Linked DNA regions of Mus musculus: regions 1, 2, 3, 4, 5 and 7 are each linked to region 6. Evidence: chromatin contacts called from public Hi-C, HiChIP or PLAC-seq, Micro-C and promoter capture Hi-C data. All regions are on one chromosome and are shown on one strand. The core of a region is the stretch at or near the end of the contact, and the rest is flanking DNA. Distances in the headings are between cores, read along the strand shown. Region 1 holds the start of Txndc5 (thioredoxin domain containing 5). Region 2 holds the start of Snrnp48 (small nuclear ribonucleoprotein 48 (U11/U12)). Region 3 holds the start of Riok1 (RIO kinase 1). Region 4 holds the start of Bmp6 (bone morphogenetic protein 6). Region 5 holds the start of Ssr1 (signal sequence receptor, alpha). Region 6 holds the start of Tfap2a (transcription factor AP-2, alpha). Region 7 holds the start of Dsp (desmoplakin).

Region 1 (3,123 bases), core at 260-2,759, 2.2 Mb after region 6:
AAAAAGGAGTTGATATTATAAACATAGTACCTTCTGTTGCGATGTCTTAGCAATGAAGTGAGAGAAGTATTGAGGAGCATAAAGCTTTGACCTTGACAGTACAGATGACATGGCAAGAGTTCTTGGATTTCTGGTCACCAGCAAGCCTCACAGGACACGAGGCATGGCAGAGCACATCACAGGAGGCCTTCAAGGACAGCATCAGGGATTTCTATTTTAGTCTGTATGCCAAGGCTACTGGGCAGAGTTGGTGTGCTGGTTCAAGTTGGAGCAACAAATTGCCATAGTCAAAATCACGTGGGCAAAGGATGCTCATAGAACTTCTCCTGCGATGGGCAAGTTTAGGTCTGTTCAGGTTAGGAAAGCCGGAAGAAGCGTTTGGCTGAACTGTGCTTACTCAGAATGTGAGGGCACAAAGGGAGAGAGGGGGCAAGCAAGAGATGCTGCAGTTTGGTGTTTGGAAAACCATGGTTAAACATTTACAGGTGGACGAACCTAACATGAGAATAGTTACAGATGATGTGAGTTTCCCTGCCCCTCCCTTTACCACCACCCCCAACTGTTGCTAACCCAGGCTTTTGGTTTAGGGAGGCTGAGGCTAATAAAGATCAGGTGATTTTCAGAAGTGTTGCTCAGAAGTCCAATACAAGATGGCCATGTACTCTTCTTACTATGCCCGTTGCTTTTTCCCAATAAAAGATCACCATATATATGTCTTATGATGCCAGCTTCCTTTTCATCGGTACAGAGCATAGCTCTAGGACCTCTCTCAAGTGTCTAGTGGTTGTTTCGTTCTCCCTAACTTAGCTCCAGGTTTTCAAGGCAGGGCAGGGAGCTTAGATTGCCACCCGACTTAAAGTTCAAGAGTTGGCGTGGGTCCATGCGCCCCAGCCCAGGCGTTAGCTCTCACCCAGAACAGCTGTTGCCATTCATTTTCCTATCCAGGGTGAGTTAGGGCACACAGGGCACTAGCCAGGGCCTGAAGGAAGGGCCACTTTGACTGCCTTTCCTTTTCAAAGTGAAGGCAGGGCAGGATAACAGAGGAGGTGCTCTTGGGAAGTGGTTTCATCACACCCCCTGAGGCCAGGCCCTCAAATCACAGTTGAGCTTTGGCTAAGAATCTGACTTATGCAAGAGCAAACCCCACACACGTTTGCCTGATTTCCTCCTTTCTGCTGACAGCAGCTCAGCTTGGTCCTAAACTCTCGGGTCTCTTGGTGTCTGATTAGTTATCAACAGAAGCTGCCACTGTTCCATAGCTTGGCAGCTTGGCCTCTTCGTCCCTAGCAGGGAAAGGCTGATGAGGAGCTTGGGAAGGAGAATGAGCTCAGCGGGATGGAAGGGAACCGGACTGAGATAGCGCTGGAGGTGCTGCACAAGGACCCCAGGACCTAAGCGACCTCTTCCTGGTGGCTTTCAGCAGAAGACAGCAAGTTGCTAGGTGAGCCGGCGGGACAGGGGGCGTGGCTCTGCGAGCGGGGGCGTGATTGAGGCGTGGCTCTGCGGTCGTGGGAGGAGCCGGGGCGGGAGCGGCGCCGCGGAGGGGACCCGCGGCACGAGCGAGAGCTCGCCAGCCCCGCCACGATGCCCCCGCGCCCAGGACGCCTCCTCCAGCCGCTGGCCGGGCTGCCGGCCCTGGCCACGCTCCTGCTGCTGCTCGGGGCGCGCAAAGGCGCCCGGGCCCAGGAGGTGGAAGCGGACAGCGGGGTCGAGCAGGACCCGCACGCCAAGCACCTGTATACGGCCGACATGTTCACGCACGGGATCCAGAGCGCCGCGCACTTCGTCATGTTCTTCGCGCCCTGGTAACTGCAGCTCCAGCAGGCCGGCGGAGCCCGATCTGGGACCGGGGACCAGGGACCTGGAGCCGGGGACCGGGGAGAGGGCGCGAGGCCGCGCAGGCTGCGCCGGGGGCGTGGGCCGCGCTCGGGCCTCGCCGCTGACGTGGCGCTAGCCGCCGGCCTGCGAGCTAGGAAGGGCGGGCCCCGAGGGGAGACCCGGAAAAGCCTCTCCACCCCGCCACACTGCTGGAGTCCAGGCATCCCCCGCTTCTGTCCCCTGCCCAGCTCCCCAAACTTCCTGTGCTGGCCGGACGCGGCGGGAGCCCGGCGTCCACGTGCCCTATCCTGAAGGGTTCTTCCTGCTGGCCCATCAATATTGGGTTGGATTGGAAATCTAAGGCCCCCTCAAGATGTGATTGCCCACTTTGTGTGTCGAGGGTAGGAAAAGATAGCCTAGGTCGGGAACTGAGACTTCCCCGGCCCCTGGAGTCCAGCGAGGTGCCAGTTTTGGAGTCTCCGCTGCACGCTGGAGTGGATGTGAGCTGTATTCTCAAGGCCTTTAACTCTTTCACCTCCTGTTCTCATTTGGGGCCCGGTCATTTGGAAAGTGTGAGGTCGAACTGTTCTTCCTAAAAGTCATAACTTCAGGCTTCCATTCTTCGGTTGGGGCTTCCTGGTGCACCTCACTACCCCAAGAATTAGTCTAGACATAGCAGTGCTTTGCTACTGGGGCCTAGATGCTCAGAGAAAGAAGTTCTCCGGTCCACAGCAGAAAGCGGTATTTAGAGCACAGGCTCTTGAGATGTGGGATGTTCTGGCTGTGTTTATTGCTGAGCAAAGTACTCTTCCTCTAGCTCAGTAGGGACTCATTAAGGACAGGGGGTTAAGCAGTTAAGAAAAATGTGCCTGTGGAATCCAATGTAGTCAGTGATTGTATTTTTCTAAAGTGGGAGAAACTTTGCCCATAACCCTAGAGCGGGCTATTACTGCATTTCAATTCGTTTAGTGTTAAATTAACTTTGTGGGGGAGGGGATCATTTTGGCTCACAGCCATTATCAGTTAAGAATGCAGGAATGGGATACACTGTTTTACATTCCCAAGAACAGCCACTTGAGTCTGTAGAACTACCATTGAAAGAAAAAGACTGGGAGTCTGCCACAGTCAGTCGCGTTAATAGTTACTCTGTGCACAAGTCGTCTCAAAGTAGTGATTCCAGTTAAGTACACCACAGGACTTAATTGGAGTTGATTTCGGTGGAATAAATCTAAGGGTTTTTAGTTTTATGAGAAAAGTTGACATGCAGGCAGGGTTAGGTTCTCTGGAGTGCTGATGGAGTTTTAA
Region 2 (2,955 bases), core at 382-2,881, 2.5 Mb after region 6:
TTTTTTAAAGGCTTATTCATTTAGGTATTTTATGTATATGAGTGTTCTTCCTGTATACCTGCACACCAGAAGAGGGCATCAAATCCCATAGGGTTTGATGAGCCATCATGTGGTTGCTGGGATTGAACTCAGGACCTCTGGAAGAGGAACCAGCACTCTTAACCGCTGAGCCATCTCTCTAGCCTAGCCCCACGCAGATTTTAAAGAATATACTTTTCTAGATGCTTTTTCTGACCCATCATAGTCTATAATAACCAGTACTACAAAAATTTCAACTCCCCCCATTACAGACTTTGCCACACAATAACAGCTGTCATTTCTTTACCCCTCCCCCCACTGTTACCATGACAAACTCTACAAGTGCACATGAAACATGGAAATTGATTAATTATCTGGACTAGTCTCAAAACTATCAATGTCATTTACCAGATTTTTTAAGCCAGTTACAACAGTGAGTATCAGATAATCATGTACTTCACGGTTTACTGGATAATCTGGGAGTTTTACAATGGACTTTCATATAGCGGTTAAGCAAAATACACCTCAGAAATCAGAAGGCCTGCAAGTCCCAGTTGCCAATCCCACTGGGATGTTTTTGTTTCTTCATTTGTAAAATGCTGCCAATTATTCTAGCCTCCTTGGGATACGAATTTTAAATGAAGTAACGCAGTGCCATTTAGAACGTGTTAAGTGTTAATATCACGATGTTGTCTAATATCTCGATAATAAATGAAGGAGTGGTGGGGCCCTCCATTCTCAATGGTCTGGAAATTTCATAAAATTATCAATTCATACCTCAAACTTTTTCAGTTGTCCCCCAAATCCATTTTTACAGCATCGTTACTAGGCTTTAAGCCATGAACTATATTGGTTAATTCACAACTCCAAATATACTTGTAAAGGTACAATGAAGGGTTTTTTTTCTTTCCAATTTCCACTTCAATTTTAAGACAATGGTGATTAGCTTGTACGTAAATTGCATATATCTTAAATATTTCCATCGACATATGACTTAAACCTTGTTACTGCATCATAGTAAATGAAGAGGGTATAAGAAATCACCGCGCAACGCAAATTCCCTCTATCCTGCACCTATTAAATAAGTCAGGATAATTCACTCTAATACACTCCTTAGGGGTCCGCTACTAGCTACCATTCCTTGGTGGCGCCCTTTAATCGTCCCACAATCGGTCCTGTCCGAGTGGGAAGCGTCCGGGTTTAAGATAGAGAAAAGTGAACACTGAATCTAACGCAATGCAGAATCCTTATATCATGACGAAGCAAATCGCCAACCTCAGCAGCAGCGCCCCCGGGATATGCACCGGACGAGCCCTGTCCTCCCCTGCATCGCACCGGGATGGAGAGAAGTGGGCTCCCCGGGCGCCTTTCCCACGGCGAGAAGTCAGCGGCCCGGGAAAGGCCGGGCAACCTCGCCCCTCACCTCGGCCTCCGCCTCGTCCCCGGGGTCCAGCTGATCCAGGCTCCATCCCAGGGACGCCGTCACCTCCTCCAGCGTCCGGCAGCAGCTCTCCACAAACTCGCTCAGCTCCTCCTGGAGCCGACGCCGCTCTTCCAGAGGAGGAGGTTCGGTCTCCATGATGGCAGCTCACCTCAGGCAGGAAGAGGCGGAACTGCTGGGCGCGCACGAGCTTCTGGGCGCGCACGGGCTTCTGGGAGCCGTGGGCGGGGCCCCGGGATGGCGCCAGCCTATCGGGAAGAGCCGACGGGCAGGGCGGAAGCGGTAGTTTTGAAAGGTGTTTCCACGCTCTTCTGGGTTTAGTTTGCGTAGCAGGTTAGAACTTGCGTCCCAGCTTTGAGCATCATTCCGCTGCTCCTTCGATGTTTTTAGGAGAAATTATTTATATCGGCAGGAAAGTTTAAAGAACAACACAGAAAGTGTCAGTGTAGCCTTTCTCCAGCTCATTAGCGTTTTCCCTCTTACAATTACTTCTAGATTCTTTATCCCAAATGCTATTATGCACATCCTCAGAACATTTTCCTACATAATCACAATGCATGATCAAACAGAAAATTCCTGAAACGGCTCTTCAAATTCTTTTTAAAGCAATTTATTATGTTTTAACCAATTGGCTATAATTGGTTATTATTTCTTAATTTAGAACAGGACTGGTTAAGAGCATTGACTGCTCTTCCAGAGGTGTCCTGAGTTCAGTTCCCAGGAACCACAAGGTGGCTCACAACCATCTAAAATGGGATCTGATACCCTCTTCTGGTGTGTCTGAAGACAGCTACAGTGTACTCCTATACATTAGATAAATAGATAGATAGATATATCTTTAAGAAAGAAAGGAAGAGGGCTGGTGAGATGGCTCAGTGGGTAAGAGCACCCGACTGCTCTTCCGAAGGTCCGAAGTTCAAATCCCAGCAACCACATGGTGGCTCACAACCACCCGTAATGAGATCTGATGCCCTCTTCTGGTGTGTCTGAAGACAGCTACAGTGTACTTACATATAATAAATAAATAAATCTTTGAAAGAAAGGAAGGAAGGAAGAGAGAGAGCCAGGCTCTTGGCCAGCACTTGGAAGGCAGACACTTGGGAGGCAGATTTCTGAGTTCGAGGCCAGCCTGGTCTAAAGTGAGTTCCAGGACAGCCAGGGATATACAGAGAAACCCTGTTGTGTGTGTGTGTGTGAGAGAGAGAGAGAGAGAGAGAGACTGTGCTGGGGTATCTAAGAGACCAAATTCCTGTCTGAGTTACATTTGGCTTCTCCTCCTGAGAGTGGTGGTCCTGAATTCGAAATCACTAGGTGGTCATTGGCCACACTGTATTCACTGAGACTAAATGTTAGTTCAGTGACAGTTTAACAGTTTGTAAAGCATCCTGTTAACAACATAGAATACTGTAACTCTCAGGTAGTAACATGCTGTCTTGAATATTTTTCATGTAAAAAGTGCATTTTATGATATTTTGCATATATGTCTGTGTACCACA
Region 3 (3,222 bases), core at 252-2,751, 2.7 Mb after region 6:
ATTGATCACTCATTTTTTTCCTTTGTACTATTCACCAATTTTAATTCAAATAATTTACCTCGTGTGAATATCTATCTCCCCTAGCAGAGGCCAACCCCTGTGGCAATCAAAACGGTAGTCACCAATATTTCCCTACCACTCGATCTGACACACAGAGTGGTCAATATATATACTTATCACAACCGCTCACAATTGATGAATAAAATCTTCCTGACTATAAGGTACGCAAAACTCTTTGTTGTTTCAAAATGGCTATGTGTAAATTCTCTTTTCTTTTGAACGGGAAGTTTTCCGTCACTGCTTGCTTTTGGACCTCACATCCAATTTCACCACAAAACCTCAACACTGCTACCTCGAAGTCGTTCTACGACAGCAGCTCTAGGAGCCATCCGGTTTGAAGCTGGTTATTTATTTATTTACTGATTCTCTGCTCCACTCCTCTCTACGAACATCTTCTACATGACTCACCAGTTCCTTTAATTCATAAATCAAATGACGGATGCTCTGTCGCTGCAAAAGCCCTCCTCTGGCCTGTAAGACCTGAACAGGATCTTAACTCCTCACAGTCACTTGGAAGGCTCGACCTGGCTGGCCTCCCTTTTTTGCCTCAATTCTCTCCGCTACGCTGTAGGTGCTAGCCTCTTGGTTTGCCCTCCTTTCCAAAAAGACAGTAGTGACTTGATTTGTCTTGTTCATCATACTCGCAGAGGTAAAACTTTTGCTCACTGTGTATGGAAGCCTGTATGAAGAAAAGAAAGGAAAAAAAAAAGGCCCACCTTCCTCAGTGGTCCCCAACTCTTGCTTCTCTGCTAAACGTCCCGGGACCCACTGACAGGTAGGTAGCTTTCACAAGCTGCTCACCCCGAGAAAAATCCAAAGCCGTCAGCTGTCAGCTCCCCGAGCCCAATGTGGAGCTGGCGGAATCGGAGGAGTCCCTGTGTCACCACCGGCCGCCTACCTGTCTGAGGAATCCGCGTCGTCAAATTGCCCGGGGACCACCGAAGCCATCCTGTCCAGACTGCAGTCCATGGCTAGGGGTGTGAGCCTTCGGCGCCCCTGAGGCCGCGATCGGAAGAGCCTGCTTCCCACCTAGAGGATCCAAACGCGTCTCCGCGATTCCCGCCCCTCAAATCCCTCGGCAACCGCCAGGCCCAAGAAGGCAACGACCAGGCGCCACCGGGGTGTCAGGATACAGGGTTTCGGCAAACGCGGCCACCAACAGGCCGGAAGTGCAACGCCGGAAGTATGCCACCAGCAGGGCCTCTCCAAACCCTAGTGCCCTCAGGGAGCATGCGCGTGACGGTGGCCGGGAAAGACCAATCCGCGATGTGAAGTGGGCGTGGTGCGTTGTTTGTAGCGTGGGATGTGTAGCTCTTGTTGCTCCCCAGCCTTTCGTTCTTGCTCCACCATGGCGTTTACGGTCATAGGAAGTCAGCCTGTTTTTTTTTTCCTCCGGCTGCTCCTGAAGACTTGCGTCCTCTGACCTTCTTCCTCTGGACCCAGGTGCGGTCCGGAGGACGTCACACTGGGGCGTTCGAGCGCCCTGCGACGCACCAGTTGGTGCCCTCGGTGGGGACGGTTGGAAGGTGTTCTCCCTCCCGCGGAGCCGGTGTGCCGGGAGGAAACCCGGAATCCTTAGCCTGAGTCACAGAAGCTCGATGGATCATGGAAGTGAGCACACTTTTGCTCTCTAGAAACGTTGGTGCGTTGTTTTGAGATGCAATGATACAAGTGGTTGGTTTTTGTTGTTTTTTTTTTTTTAAGTTGGGAAGTTCAAGGTTTTTTTTTGCGTTTGGCAGGAACTCTTGTGACACCTCTTTCTGCCTTTATTAAATGTTAAAATGTTAAGTATTATCTAGCGCGCGCTTGTGTATGCGTGCTCCGTGAGTGAAGTTCAGAGAATAACTTGAGGGCTTACTCCTTCCACCTTGGGCTCCGGGAACCGAACTCTGGTCGTCCGCGCTTTTTCCTGTTCAGCCATCTCACAAGCCCTCATTATCTTCAAACGGTTTTAACTCAAGCCGAGCGGTGGTGGCACACGCCTTTAATCCCATCCCTTGGGAGGCAGAGGCAGGCGGATCTCTTGAGTTTGAGGCCAACCTGTTGACAGGAGGGGCTACACAGAGAGACCCTGTTTCCTCGAAGAAGAAGAAAAAGAAAAGAAAAAAAAAAACAAACAAACAAACAATGGATTTAGGTAGAATGGCTAACCAAGCCTGGGTGGTGGTGGCTTGGTTCAGCACCTGGTTGGGCCAGTCACAACTACTATAATTCCGGTTCCAGAGGATCCTACACACACATGGCACGGGTATACTAAACAGGCACATACATTTTTTAAAGTGTAGTTGCAAGTCACAGGCCCATGGAAAAGAAACATTTTGCGTTTGGAAAGTGATTTAAGGCACTAACACATCCCTGTCATCGAACAGGTAGTGTTTATTTGCAGGACGGGAAAGGTGAGCCCAAGGTTGAGTCCTCCAGCAGCCCTGCCTAGCTTCCTTAGCCTACTTGGTTTTTTACAGTTTACCAAATGATGACATCGATTTGAAAACGTCTTCAGTAAATAAGTAATCTAACAAAGTCATCCAGGCAGACAGGTACTAAGGATAGACTGAGACAATCTGATAATATGCCACTAGAATGGGGGGTATTTTCAGCCTGTGTTTTAACTGTGTAGACCAGAGTTTCTTAACTAAAGATCATGGCCCCATAATGGGGTGGGGAGAGTCATGATAAATTCTCCACACCCAAAACTTGATTCATAATTTAAACGGTGGGGTGAATCTGACAAATTTCGGGCAATATTCACCCATGATAACTTCACACAGCTTTCACTGTTCTCACCACTATACCAACTCACAGCAGCAAACTGCCTGAAATACCTCTGTTCAGATTTGAAACTTATATGTTCCTGTTAGGGTCCAAGAATAGCTGAAGGAAGACCCCAGACTCAAATAGGATGCACAGGCAAGAAGAGTGTTTACTGAAGAAATTACCAGCATTCAGGGGCCAACCATTTATCAAAACGGCAACCACCTGAGGGGCTCATGGACCCCTTTAATGGAGGGCTAAGAGAATTTTCCAGAAGGATTAGGTAACCTCCAATAGGGGGGCAACGCAGTAACATTAGTACAATTCTGATTGGTTGTTAACCTAGTTTCATTGTAATTGCTGAGACCAAAGAATTTTGGAAACCAGCTCTGTTCTGGCCTTGTTATCTCC
Region 4 (2,932 bases), core at 223-2,722, 2.4 Mb after region 6:
CAGGCACTGGGTGGATTACCCCAATTGCGCTGGAATCTCGCCCCATACTGACGCAAGCCCCGCCTGGCGGGGATTGGCACACCTTCCAAGGTCCTGGTGGGACCTTCCTCAGCCACCGAAGCCCTCCTTCCTCAACACCTGTGAATCTCTCTAAAGCATTCAGATCAGGTTCTCGGAGTTCTCAACTGCTGGGGGATTCCCTGACGGTCACTATGGGTAAAGCGGCACTCCGAACGTCCAGGGGGCAATGGAGGACAGTTCAGAGGGGAAAGAGTGCAGAGGACCTTATTCTTAGGAACCTTGGCCAAACTCATTTGCGTTGAAGTGGCCCGAGCTCGTCAGAAATAAGAATACAGGGAAAAGTGCCCCATGTTCCCCGAAAAAGACAACCTCTGCGGGCACCTCTGCGTGTTCCAGCTCCTCCCATTGCAGCGGAGCGCAGGCGAGCACTCGGCCGCGCAGGTGTCCGGAGCACCAGCTGTCCCACATCCCCGCCGCGCGCGCACGCGCGCGCTCCTCCACCTCTTCCCACCACCTGAGCCCAGGAGACTGCAAAGGAGGGATCTACCCTCCGCGCGATGCTACCCCCAAAATCCTTACCCAGGTTCACAAAGCTCATGACCATGTCCGCGTCGTTGAGGAAAGCGCTGTCCTGCGCGCTAGTCAGTGGGGACGCACCGCCACCGGGTCCCGGGGCCAGGAGACTCTTGCGGTTCAAGGAGTGTGCAGCGCCGGGAGACGGCTGCCTGAGCTGGGACGAGCTGGCCCCTCCGTGGGACCCAGGCTCTTGCCCCACACCCTCCGATGCCCCATCCTCTTCGTCGTCATTGGACAGGGCGTTGTAGAGATCCAGCATGAAGAGTGGAGCGGACTTCAGCCGCCCTGGAGGGGGCTCCTCGCGGGCCGTCTGCTGCTGCTGCTGCTGCTGCTGCTGCTGTGGCGGGAGCACCGGGGGCTGAGGCTGCTGGAGACCGTGCAGGGGCCGCGGCCTGTGCGGGAGCCCCAGCACCGACAGGATCTCCTTTTGCATCTCCCGCTTCTCGTGGGTCTTGAGCCGCCGATAGAGGAAGCCCGAAGAAGAGGACTGTGGCGGTGGCTGCTCAGCGCGCACCGGGCTCCCGCCGGCTCCCAGCAGCTGCCCCCCGGCGGCGGCCGCGGCTACCGGCAGAGGGGGCCGCAGTGGCGGGGGGCCGCAGCTGCACAGCAACCCCCACCACCAGCACAGCCACTGCGCCCTCCGCCCCAGCCCGGGCATCGCCGCCCAGCCCGGCTGCCCCCGCGGGGCCCGCGAGGCGTCGAGCGGCGGAGCGAGGCCGGAGCGCGGAGGCTGTGGCCCTCGGAGTGGGCAGCCCCCGCCACCTCTCGGCGGGCTCTCTTCCCGGTCCTGGCACTCAGTCCTTATCTCTCATGGTCATCCGCGGCGCCCCCAGAAGCCCGGGTGGAGAAGAGACGACGGGGCGACGGCCAGGATCCTCCACTCTCCCGCAGGTCTCTGGAGGCGCACGGGCTGAGTGAGCCAGGTGTGTCCTAGGCAGGACTGCGCTGCAGCCGGCGTCCCCGGGCGGGTCACGGCACGGTCACTCGCAGTCTGCACACGTGCGCTGCCCTGAACCCTCAGAGGCGGCTGGCCGAGGGGGGCCGGAGACGACAGATCAAGAGGTGGAGGCGATGCCGGGCACCATCCCCTCGCACGCCTCTCCTGGCTTGTAGGACAGTCGTGAAGTTTACTCCCCTGTGGGTCCCAGGCTGTGGCGTCCCTGCGTCCTAAAAAGCCAATTTTCTCCGCGCGGTTTTAACTTCCCTCTGGTCCGAAACTCAGCGCCCCTCCGCCTTCGGGCACCGTCTCTCCCCCTCGGAATCTCCGCGCGCCTCCCCAAGTGGAGGCGGCCACGATCTAGCTTTCCTCTCGGCAGTCTCTCGGGTGCCCGGAGGATCCCGCTCTCCGAGGCGATGAGAGAGACGAGGAGCGGAACTCGGAACGCAGGCTGCGGCGTCGGCTCGGGGATTCGCAGTCTCCCGCCTCTGCGCACTGCGCTCCCGGCCGCCGCCAACGTGGGCTTTCTGCTGCGCGTCTCGCTCAGGTACCGCACTCAAGCCCAGGAACGCCCTGCCCTACTCGGTAACGGACAGGCTACCAGCCAATGGAGAGGTGACTCTTGCGGGCTATTTACATAGGCCCACCCCCTTCTTTCACCCTCCCTTCTCCCAGGGCCTTGCCTCTGCCTAGCGAGCGTAGGTTTCTAGCACACAGAATTCTTGGAGGCATCAGGAGTTGCTTGGGCGGGTAAGAAAGGCAAAGAGGTCATTGCTAGGAAGACAGATCCGATCACGACCCCGATCTAAACTTTCTTCTTCCTCTGCTAAATAAAAGCAAACACAGCTATTTAATCCATGCCGTTACCGAAGGAGAAAATAGTATGACAGTTTTCTCCTTCTCTGCTCAGTTTCTCTTATTGATGGAATGTAGGCGTTTAGCAGACACGTGGCTCTCAAAGGCAGCTGCTGTAAGTTAAGACACACCCTGCGAGGAAGCTGCTCACACACTAGCTGCAAAGAGGGCAGGACAAGCCAAACCAGAGTCCTGGAGGTTTCCAGTCGGATATTTCAATTTATTTCTTCGTTTGGGCTGCATTTGAGTTCTTAAACTACAACCCAAACGAAAGGGGTTACGATCTGCTAGTGTTACGAGGAAAGCCTTCCCCATCCTCTTGCTAGTCTCTCAATGCAGTTGCCGTTGGCAATTGCATCTTAATGAGCTGAAATGCAATTATTAGACACACCGTTCCAGGTAAAACGTAAAGACGGTGGTAAAGATGGCCTTCAGCCAGGGCAGAAGCCTGGAAAGTATAGAAAATAGCCAGGATAATAAACAGGGCCCTCAACACAGGTTGCTTCTATCCTTGAACAAACTGGGACCACTCCCAACACTGCC
Region 5 (3,104 bases), core at 321-2,820, 2.7 Mb after region 6:
AAATCTATATCATCTCTTTCAATGCTAAACAACTTAAGTTTGCTTGTGAGACTATAATTAGTCTTCAACCCCATCAAATATCCAAGATCCTCGTATTTAACCCGGGAGTGTCTCCTGGCACAAGAAACTGACAAGGACTGTAACTGAGGGGATGGTACAGAGACACTGTCCTTGTACCGAAGATCTCACTGTCTCCCTTTCTGAGGTCTGACTTCAGGTGGTGGCACTTCTGACTCCTTAATGTTCATAGAATTTATAGACAGTCTCTTTCCCCTGTTCAGGTCAGACATGTGTTCATCTGATCTGAACCTACTGGGGTTAATTAAGTTGAGATATGGTCTGTGACTTCCACTTCAGTCATCTTCAACAATTCTGAGGGGAGTTTATTTGTCCCTCTGTGGCTCAGAGGCTCCAATGATCCTGGTGGCTGCTTAACCTGTGTAGTGGTTTGAATGAGAACTGCCCCAGTAGGCTTGTGTTTGAATGTTACATCCCAGTTGGTGGAACTGTTTGGTAAGGACTTATGTGAGGAGGTGCATTGTTGGGTGTGGGCTTTGAGGTTTCAAAAGTCCGTACCATTGGACTTACCTCTCTGCCTTGTCCTTTGGGGCTGAACATATAAGCTCTCAGCTTCCACGTTAGCACTGCCTGCCTGCTCCCATTCTCTCTGATGCGATGGTCAGGAACTCACCCTCTGAGACTGTAAACAAGCCTACAAATCAAACACTTTCTTTTATAAGTTGCCTTGGTAATGGTATCTCTTCACAGCAACAGAAAAGTAACCAAGACAGTCCCTGAATCAGGATTGTGGCTGGAGGTTCTCAGCGCAGCCACTACATCCCGAGTGTTTCACACTGACCAGCTGAAGTTGCCAGAAATATGCCAGAAGTGAGATCTTTGGCGTAGAAACTGCAGAAAGGCTAGGTAATTGCTAAGTTTGGGTTGTTAAGAAAAATTACAGAACTGAACCTCTAATGATCAGAGTTCAAGCCCAGAACCCATCTAAAATGTGGAGAGAATCAGTTCCCTAGAAGTTGTCCTTTGACTGACCTTTACATCTATCTGTGCACTGGCAATTATACACCAGAGAGACAGTCAAATTTAAAAGAATAAAACTCCAGAACTCCGATTGTTTATTGCAGGGGGGGTAGAATTTTGTGACAAGGTATTAACTCTGTAGCCCAGTCTTGCCCCGAACTCGCTACATAGCCCAGGCTGGTCTCCAGCTCGCTGCAATCCTCCTGCCTCCATCTCTCAAACTCTGGGGTTACAATGTGAGACATCACTTTCGGCTTTTTATTTTTATTTATTTATTTTGTCGTTATCCATATCCTTTACTTTCTGTCTTTCAACTGCCACACATGCGGGAAGTTTCCACTCCTTGGCCCCTCAAAGCAACGGGGGACAAAGCGATGCTAAGCATCTGGAAGAGATAAGCCTGCTCAGCTAGGCTCTCGCGGGAGCCCGTAGGCTCCCCTGGTCCCCGCCACCGCCGGCCACGTGATCTCCCGGCCCGCAGGCCCCGCCCCTGGGCGCTTAGAGGCCACGTCGACGGTGGCGGGGAGGGGCGACGGATGGCGCGCGTGCGTGCGTGCCCCGCCCCTCCACCGCGGCCCGGATGAAGAGTAACGCCATTACCGCCAGAGCCTCCGAGAGCCCTAGCGGACCCGCACCGGACGCTGACCGGCCGTACCATGAGACTCCTCCCCCGCCTGCTGCTGCTGTTCCTGCTGGCCTTTCCCGCCGCCGTGCTGCTCCGAGGCGGCCCCGGAGGTGAGAGACGCGGGGCTGGGTTGGGGACCGCGGCCGACCCCCGGCCCGGCTCTCGTGGGCCATGCTATCCCCCGCCCCGGGACCCCCCGCAGCTCGGCGTCCTCAGCGAGCGCGGGCCCGAAGCCCGCGGTCCGCAGGACCCACGCCAGGGTCGGCCTCGCTTCTCCGCCCGCGCTCGCCGCGGGCCGCCCGTCCCCAAGCTCTGCGCTGACGTGTCGCTAGCCACACGCCGGCGCGCCTCCATTCATTCGCCCACTGTAGATTCTTCTCCTCGGCGCGTGGATCGTGTTCGCCCGGCCCCCTCGCTCGCCCATCGCGGTCTGTGTGGACCGCGAGGCTCGGTGTCCAAATCCGTCCCCTTCCTCCGGCTGCTTGTCAGCCGCTACCGTAGAGTATGGCCGGATGGCCTCCTCCTTCCTTTTCTAATTTCTCTCCCCTCCCCTCCCTTTTCCAGCCAGTTTTTGCTGGTTGAAAATATGCTGCGAAAAAGTTATTTCGAGCTTTGTAAGTTTATTCTTTCCAACGATTGACCTGGGCTAAAAACTTGGCAGAATGTAAAAACGTAGAAACTTGTTCCCCCTTGCCCGCCATGTCCATTAATTTTGCTAGTTTATAAAAACAACTAGTTTGAGTGGTCACCAGAAAGAATTCCTTTTCTTTCTCTAAGTTTCTGTGGCCCAGGGCATGAGAAATAACGAGCCATGTTATGAACTCTTTGGCCAAGCACACAGAAGTGCTTGGCTTCTACTTAGTAACTAGTATGACTTTGAATTATAGCTGTTAGGGATTTTGGCTTGGGAGTGTGGTGGTGGGGACATAAGACAGATGTTGAGACCGAGTCTCATGTAGGTAACCCTGGCTGCGTTGTAAGTTGGTGCCCTAGCTAGCACGTCCTTGAACTTATGATCCTTGTGCCTGTACCTCTGGGGTGCTGGGTTTCAGGGTGTCACCACACCCCGTGGATGAAGTGGTGGGGATGAACCCAGGGCTTCCATCGTGCCAGGCATGCAAGGCACATATGCACACTACAACCTTAGACCATTGGGGTTTTCTTTCTTTCTTTAAATCTGGCTTTTGATAAATTACCTGTAAACTATGAATGAACTGTTTTAACTCGGGAAAGTAAAAAGACTTAAAAAAATCATGGTTTTAAAGATAGTGTTTTCTCTTGGGCTTTGCACATGTGGCTGTTCCCACATTTTCCCTCGCTGCTGGATTGCCACATCATCGCTCCCCGAGAAGTGGTAATAAGAACTGCTTGAACTTTAAAGGGCTTTGTAGAGTTTTGCCTGAAAGTGATGTTGTGTGGTTTTTGAGAAAGCTTTGTCAAC
Region 6 (3,018 bases), core at 75-2,574:
AAGGGAGGAAGGGTCCCGGTGGAGTGAGTAAGCCCCTGGGCGGAGTCAGGAGTGGCCAACTTGGGGAAGGGGTGTCTCCTGCCTTCAGGTTCTTCACCAGCCGGCCATTGCGCCGCCAAAACGCCGGCGTTAGTAACATCAAGTCATAAAGGGTCGCGTCCTTCTTTAATTAAAAAGGAGAATCTTGGGAAAACTGGAGCCGATTTGCACAGGAAGAGTTGGTTCCTAATGTTTTATTTTGATGCATGTACGACACCGCATGGAGAGTCGCAGGAGCTCATGGGTCTGCGGTTTGGCTCACTCCAGAAGGGGTTGTGCATCCCCATCCGAATTCTGTGTTGTTGTCCACGTTGCACCTGGGAAACCTTACAGTCCAAACGCCCGGATGAATAGTCAGTCCGATTCAGCTTCATACAAACCGGAGGAAAATCATTTAACCCCCGGATCTGTCGAGTAACCTCTTCAGGGTACAACTTTTATTTTACACGTAGCAATTAAGAGATCGCAAACCCCAACCGAGCCACCGGAGCCGGCTGGCAGAATCTCCAACCTGGGGGGAGGGGGGAGCGCAAAGCTAATAAAACTCCCAGGGCGCTGCAGCCCGAGGGGGTAACAGCCGTGAGCGGAGGCGATCTCTAGTTGGGCAAAATTCTTGGAGTGACTTTGCTGGTCCTGGTTTGGTGGCTACGGTTCATTGCGAAAGGGATAATGATTTCTAATAAAATCGGACGGGGACGAAAGGCAGATAGTGGCGGTTGTAGTAAGAGTGGGAGGTGGGGTACTAAAAGTTGGTCCCTAGGCGCCGCCGCTGGTACCCTGCGTAGTACAGAGCTTTATCCAAAGCATCTTTGGCTAGCAGGACCCGAAGACAGGCGAAGGGGAAAGAGATGAAATTGGGGATAGGGGACGCTCGAACAGGGAGGGTGCTGGAGCTCTAGGAAGAGTTGTTGGGCTTGCAGGCTGGCATGCAGGCAAGTGCTCTAGGAGCAAGTTAGCGGCTAGAAGAGGCCTTTATACCTGGGTCGGAGCGGCCGGCGGCAGATTGTGGTCCTGGCGAGCAATTGGACTATTGTTGATATGCTAATGAGGCGATTAGGCTGTTCGCGAGGAGCAGGAAAAGGGAAAAGTTTCTACCATTAGAGGGAGATCTCCGAGCGCACACGGGAGCTCTCTAACCCTTCTCTCCTCCTCCCTCCTCGCCCTTCTCCTGGCCCTCCTCCTCCTCTACCTCCACCTCCTCCTCCCCCTTCCTACCCTTCTCCTCCTCCTCGCCCTCCTCTCCTCCTCCCCCCCTCCTCCTCTTTTGCTCACCGCCCGCAGCCCGCACTTTGCGCTAACCCAGAGAGTAGCTCCGCTGGGGTGCGAGGCGCAGAGGGGCAAATCCGATCACGCCGATCCATGAAAATGCTTTGGAAACTGACGGATAATATCAAGTACGAAGACTGCGAGGTAAGCGCGGCGCCGACTCAGTCATCCTTGCGGCCACAGGCTTGGAGATCGACCCTCCCTCTCCTCCTCCTCCTTCTCTCCACGCGAAATGCGAGTGGGACAAACTTAACACCCGCGCAGCTCCCACCCCTCCATGTCGCCCGAATAGCACAGGGGAGACGCTGGAGATAGTGGACATGGATCTCGGTTCTTTCACTTTTGTCTTTCGAAGCTCGTGTTCCACTCTTTCCCCTTTTCTCCTGGTTACTTTTGGTTCTGCCTGAGAGTGGAAGGAAGAGAAGAGCTTGGATTTAAAAAAAAAAAAAAAAAAAAAAAAGCTGGCAACTGGGCACGTGCCTGTGCACTCTGGTGTGTTTGAGCGAGATCCTGGGGGTGCCTACAGTAGCAGGAAGAAAATAAAACCATGTCCCCCCTTTCACTCCCTCCCTGACATTAATACCCCCTTTTTCATTCATTCTTTTCTTTCTCCCTAAAGACGTTCCCTTCTTGCATTTGGAGAAGGGCGCACACACTTCGCCCTGACCTGTAAAGCACGTTCGGCTTGGGAGCCCACACGTCAGCCCTTGGTGTCACTCTTTAGCTGCTATAGTCCTTGAAGTTCTAAGGAGTTTCTCCCGCCGAGCTTCGGGGTGGACACACCCCGTGGTGGTGGTTGGGTGTGGGTGCGTTACCGGCCTCTGGGAGTCGGGGACGGGGGAGGGATCCCCCTTCTACCTGCCAGTGCTTAGCGGCGGGACCCTGAAAATCCTGGGGCGACAGCCGATCGTCTCCAGTTGCCGATAGTCCGCTGGGATCAGAGAGAGGGCCGTCCCTTGGGAACCCATTTTAAAACCCAGAGCCTCAGAGCATAACTTTTGGGACAGTCAGGGAGGCATGAAAAAAGAACCAACGGCTTGTGCGGGGGGTGGGGGAGGGATGGCCTCAGCCTGTTGTGTGTGTGTGGGTTTTTTTTTTTTCATACCCCACTGAAAGGGGCTGATCAGCGAGTGGTGTGACGGAGGGGTGGGAAGCCCGTGATTATCCAAATCTGTAGTAGCCTTGACTTTCGCTGTTCTCTCTTTCTTTCTTTCTTTCTTTCTGTCTGTCTGTCTGTCTGTCTGTCTGTCTGTCTGTCTTTCTTTCTTCCCCCCCCCCCCCTTTCGGCATTTGGAGCTAGGGGTTCCGGCTAAAACGTCTGCTCGCGGGCGCGCAGAGGCAAAAATTCTGACTTCACTCGAAATTAGAAACTGGGTTTACGTGAGGGAAGTGTCACCCGCTCCCTCCCCCTTTTCTTTTAAAATGCTGGGTTTTTTCGCCTTTCTCCTCTCCGTCTTTCCCTTTATCCCTCTCCACTCCCAACCTGGGACACCAGGTGACAGGCATCCCTACCAATATCCCTGCTTCTCTGGGGACTCCTGTGGTGCGCCGAGAGGGGCCCAGGAACCCCATGTAGGACCAGACAGCTTTGTTTTCTAGACTAAGGGTGACTTTTGCCGGCAGGGCTAGGTTCTACTGTGACTCTTTAAGAGCAGTTTTTCCCCCTTAGGGATCTGGGCTCCCTTCTCTAGCTGATGGTTTTTTCACTTTCTT
Region 7 (3,136 bases), core at 534-3,033, 2.6 Mb after region 6:
GAAATAAATAAATTTAAACAGAAAACGAGTTGCAACTGGAAGGACTGTCGGATCTCTAAAACTGCTTGCAAAACAAAACGCCATCGGAGCCATTAGGTTTCTCCTCCTCCGCCTGCGGCCACTGCGCTGCGAAGTATTAAGGTAGTGGGGCGGCCGCCTCCAGAGGCGCGACCGAGGTAGGGCTGGGAAGGGGCGGGTCGCAAAAGTCTCACGGCTCACGTGGGCTTGCAGAAAGCAGCTGTGGGGACCGTGTGAAAGGATGCTCATTACCTTCTCCCACCCACCAGTGACTCCCTCGCTGTATTTACCCGACTATCCCGGGAAGAGGACCCAGCCCTTTGTGCCGTGGGTTCCTCGGCAGCTCCTAATCCTGGGCGCCACAGTGCTTTCTCCAGGGTCACCCTCTCAGCCAGAGCTGGAGCCCATTTTATACAGATCAAAGAGATGACTAATACTGAGCCCAGAGCCACAATTATTACAAAGTCTCCAGGAGACTAGGCTGATTTTTTTTTAAAGGTGCGGAGCCTCCGGTGCGATCCCGGTGACCAAGTGGCCAGAGTGGGGAAAGGGGAGCGAGCGGAACAGACCAAGTTTGCAGCCCGTGCCCAGAGGCTATCCCTACAAAGGAACCCATTTGCGTGACAGGGGACTTTCAGGCTCCGTGGAGGGTGTAACTTCCATGCAGATACCCTCGGGTGGCCAATAACCTAAGGGCCTCCGCCGCCGTCGCCCTGGGGTGACCATGAGTTGCAAGTCCTGAGTCCCTCCGAGGCCACCGGGCAGCAAAGGGAACTCCACCCCTTCACAAGTTTTATTTTTCGTTAGTTTGAAAGCTGGGTTTTGGGGCCGCAGCTCCGCCTAGCCCGACCTCCCACCTGCGGTCTGGAACAAAGGCAATCACAGCTGGGTCCACTTTGCAAGGGACAACCGGGGGTGGGGAGGAAGAGGGTACGACCAAGGAGAGACCTGCGTCCCTGCCGTCCATTGCTCCCCTACACAGTGGAGGTGGAAAAGAGCCGCTTCTAGGATAGAAGAGAGGTGAGGACCGTGGGACCCTGCGTAGGCTCACGGTAGGACTGTCGCCTGGGTCCCAGCACACACCCAAGCTCCCTGTTCTCACTGGCTAGCGCTGGGCGTAGGGACACCCGTTCCTGCGCTTCCGTGACCCGGGGCAAAGCACTTTCCTCGGCCTAGACCTGGGTTTCCTGGTTGGCCCAGGAGGCGGGCCACTACCTGACCCAAGATTTGGGACTGAGCTAGGTGGCGGCGGGCTGATACCCACCAGTAGCCGTCGGAGTTCTGGTCGTTGACGGTGCAGCGCCGGGAGTGGGAGTAGAACGTCCTGCTGGTGCCCCCGCCGCCGCCCCCGCCGCCCCCGCCGCCGCCACCGCTGTAGGTCATCTCGTAGCGCAGGTCCGGGCCGGACTCCGCGCGGGTCATGCGACCCAGCGTGTTGATCCGCGGGTGGGAGCCGCCGTTGCAGCTCATGTCTGCGGTCACTCAAGAGAGCCGCTCAGCGCCGCGGCATACGCGAGGCGTCGCCTCGGAGCACGCGAGGGACTCCGGGAGAGGAGCGCGGAACGCGGAGGACTGGCGAGGGCTCAGCGCTCCAGCAGGGCGGAGACGGGGACGGCGACTGGCTAGGCGCGGGAACCGGAGTGGAGCTGTGGCTCGGAGGGCAGCGAGGGCTCAGAGGAGCTGGGTCGCGCCTGGGTGTTGGTGTTGGTCGAGGCGGTGCGAGTCTCCTCCCCGCTGGCACCCGGCGCCCAGGCCACACCTGGTCGGCTTCTTCCCAGGGCGAGGTGCGGCTGCCTCGCCTCCCCCGCCCTCCCCCCCGCGTGTCACCGACGCCTGGGGCCGCCCTCCCCAACCTGCGGCTCCGCCCTGCGCCACCGAAGCCTGAGCAGAGGCGAGGGGCGGGGACCTGGCGACTGGATCCCCGTCGGAGGGCTGCGACCCCGCGGGACTTGCTTCAGGCTCTAGGAGCCACAGTGGCACACCTTTGGAGGATTTCCTACTCCCCCAAGAGGCGGAAATAAAGTGGCTTGGGAGGGTCACTCCATGGGACGACTCTAGTGAAATGTTGACTTTTTGCTTATCCCAGGAAACCATGCCAGCTTCTATTTAAATAGCCCCAAGAGTTCGATTTCTGTTGTGTAAAAGATAATTTAACAGAGAATCCCGAAAAGGGCTTCTCCAGAAATATTTTGTCATGAGGGACTTAGTTCAAGGCTAGACTGGGCTTCATAGCAGGACTTTGCCTGAAACAGAAACAAGACGTGGTTTTCCATTTCTCTAAAAGAATCATGAGCACGTTTGTCCCCTGTAGACTCCTGAGCCCCAACTTGGGTCCCTTTCTGCTCCCATGAAGCCTGAACAGATACCGTTCCAGATGAGTAACACATTCCACCGATTGGTTCCAAAGCCACTCCCAGTTAGCAGATGAGTGCAATTTACACCGTAGTCTCCATAAACTGACTTTAGATACAGACCCCTGTACACTAGCCATTAAAAGCTGTTTAGATAACTTGGGGTGGCGTTAAATGCTCTCTAGTAAACACCACTTAAAGATCTTGGTAATAAATATTTCTTGTCTCCCTGAATAATGTCTGTTAGCTTTCCTGTTTGTACAATGTATTTCTCAAATGTTCATGAGCTGGTTAAAGCAGCCCAAAAACTAAATACCAAACTACATTGGTATGCTGTAAAGGAGAAGAGGAGGTTTTCTAAATATGTGCCCTATCTAATTCTGCAATGACACTTCCAAGTTTTGGACACAATTTTTGACAACAGATCTTGCTTGCACGTTTGCTTCCTGATTGCCCAGAGCAGACCGACTTAAATCCAAGGAGTCAAACGCACAGTGAGATAACAGTTTACCACGGTTAGCTCAACCACCCATATCTGCCACTGTTCGACTACCATCAATTTCCTCTCGTTTCTAACAACAAACTCACCTGGCCAAAGAGCTTGTAGACAAAAGTGCTTTGTTTAGAAATAGAATCCGTATCCGCAAGTCAGCCTCCACACAAACAACCCATAGTATCCGGAAGACGTTTGGGTCGTCAGCAAATAATGCACGGAATTTGATTCGGAATGTTTTCCTTCTTATGCATCTTGTTTGTCCAGTGGATAA

The links. Promoter capture Hi-C pulls out the DNA fragments that hold promoters and counts their contacts. Hi-C and Micro-C count contacts between places; a contact is called where the count stands out from the background. HiChIP or PLAC-seq counts read pairs in DNA pulled down with a chosen protein or histone mark.
Region 1: a Hi-C map of CD8 T cells shows a contact between it and region 6, with 3 times the contacts expected there. The contact joins the promoter of Txndc5 here to the promoter of Tfap2a in region 6. A contact is called at or near these places in 1 of 39 promoter capture datasets (embryonic stem cells), 1 of 484 Hi-C or Micro-C datasets (CD8 T cells), 5 of 115 datasets of contacts at active chromatin or transcription factors (acute myeloid leukemia, astrocytes, embryonic forebrain and 2 more) and 1 of 9 other capture datasets (adipose tissue).
Region 2: a contact with region 6 is called in an H3K4me3 HiChIP or PLAC-seq map of embryonic midbrain, with 7 times the contacts expected there. The contact joins the promoter of Snrnp48 here to the promoter of Tfap2a in region 6. A contact is called at or near these places in 2 of 39 promoter capture datasets (hippocampal neurons and pre-B cells) and 2 of 115 datasets of contacts at active chromatin or transcription factors (astrocytes and embryonic midbrain).
Region 3: a promoter capture Hi-C map of embryonic stem cells shows a contact between it and region 6, with 3 times the contacts expected there. The contact joins the promoter of Riok1 here to the promoter of Tfap2a in region 6. A contact is called at or near these places in 2 of 39 promoter capture datasets (embryonic stem cells and hippocampal neurons), 2 of 115 datasets of contacts at active chromatin or transcription factors (astrocytes and large pre-B cells) and 1 of 9 other capture datasets (adipose tissue).
Region 4: a contact with region 6 is called in a promoter capture Hi-C map of embryonic stem cells, with 10 times the contacts expected there. The contact joins the promoter of Bmp6 here to the promoter of Tfap2a in region 6. A contact is called at or near these places in 3 of 39 promoter capture datasets (embryonic stem cells and hippocampal neurons), 8 of 484 Hi-C or Micro-C datasets (B cells, cortical neurons and embryonic stem cells), 8 of 115 datasets of contacts at active chromatin or transcription factors (astrocytes, embryonic forebrain, embryonic stem cells and 2 more) and 1 of 9 other capture datasets (embryonic stem cells).
Region 5: a contact with region 6 is called in a promoter capture Hi-C map of embryonic stem cells, with 6 times the contacts expected there. The contact joins the promoter of Ssr1 here to the promoter of Tfap2a in region 6. A contact is called at or near these places in 2 of 39 promoter capture datasets (embryonic stem cells and hippocampal neurons) and 2 of 115 datasets of contacts at active chromatin or transcription factors (astrocytes and pro-B cells).
Region 7: a contact with region 6 is called in a Micro-C map of embryonic stem cells, with 10 times the contacts expected there. The contact joins the promoter of Dsp here to the promoter of Tfap2a in region 6. A contact is called at or near these places in 6 of 39 promoter capture datasets (cranial neural crest, embryonic stem cells, frontonasal cranial neural crest and 3 more), 9 of 484 Hi-C or Micro-C datasets (LSK cells, cerebellum, cortical neurons and 1 more), 8 of 115 datasets of contacts at active chromatin or transcription factors (astrocytes, embryonic forebrain, embryonic hindbrain and 3 more) and 2 of 9 other capture datasets (adipose tissue and embryonic stem cells).

Annotation. Positions count from the first base shown.
Region 1 is chr13:38,526,870-38,529,992 of GRCm38.p6, reverse strand. Txndc5 (thioredoxin domain containing 5) reads left to right here and starts at 1,509. Exons shown (of 10, transcript NM_145367.4): 1 at 1,509-1,805. The coding sequence starts at 1,585. It overlaps Gm31834 (a long non-coding RNA gene), which reads right to left and starts at 2,090. Exons shown (of 2, transcript XR_382215.4): 1 at 31-2,090.
Region 2 is chr13:38,203,615-38,206,569 of GRCm38.p6, reverse strand. It overlaps Snrnp48 (small nuclear ribonucleoprotein 48 (U11/U12)), which reads right to left and starts at 1,631. Exons shown (of 9, transcript NM_026382.2): 1 at 1,442-1,631. The coding sequence starts at 1,597.
Region 3 is chr13:38,035,268-38,038,489 of GRCm38.p6, reverse strand. It overlaps Riok1 (RIO kinase 1), which reads right to left and starts at 1,501. Exons shown (of 17, transcript NM_024242.3): 1 at 959-1,501. The coding sequence starts at 1,029. It overlaps Cage1 (cancer antigen 1), which reads left to right and starts at 1,553. Exons shown (of 13, transcript NM_027724.2): 1 at 1,553-1,671.
Region 4 is chr13:38,344,256-38,347,187 of GRCm38.p6, reverse strand. It overlaps Bmp6 (bone morphogenetic protein 6), which reads right to left and starts at 1,472. Exons shown (of 7, transcript NM_007556.3): 1 at 601-1,472. The coding sequence starts at 1,255.
Region 5 is chr13:37,992,674-37,995,777 of GRCm38.p6, reverse strand. It overlaps Ssr1 (signal sequence receptor, alpha), which reads left to right and starts at 1,570. Exons shown (of 8, transcript NM_025965.4): 1 at 1,570-1,773. The coding sequence starts at 1,695.
Region 6 is chr13:40,732,101-40,735,118 of GRCm38.p6, reverse strand. Tfap2a (transcription factor AP-2, alpha) reads left to right here and starts at 1,324. Exons shown (of 7, transcript NM_011547.5): 1 at 1,324-1,449. The coding sequence starts at 1,399. Gm26688 (predicted gene, 26688) reads right to left here. Exons shown (of 3, transcript NR_125899.1): 2 at 1,339-1,708; 3 at 1-1,097.
Region 7 is chr13:38,149,941-38,153,076 of GRCm38.p6, reverse strand. Dsp (desmoplakin) reads right to left here and starts at 1,783. Exons shown (of 24, transcript NM_023842.2): 1 at 1,283-1,783. The coding sequence starts at 1,488.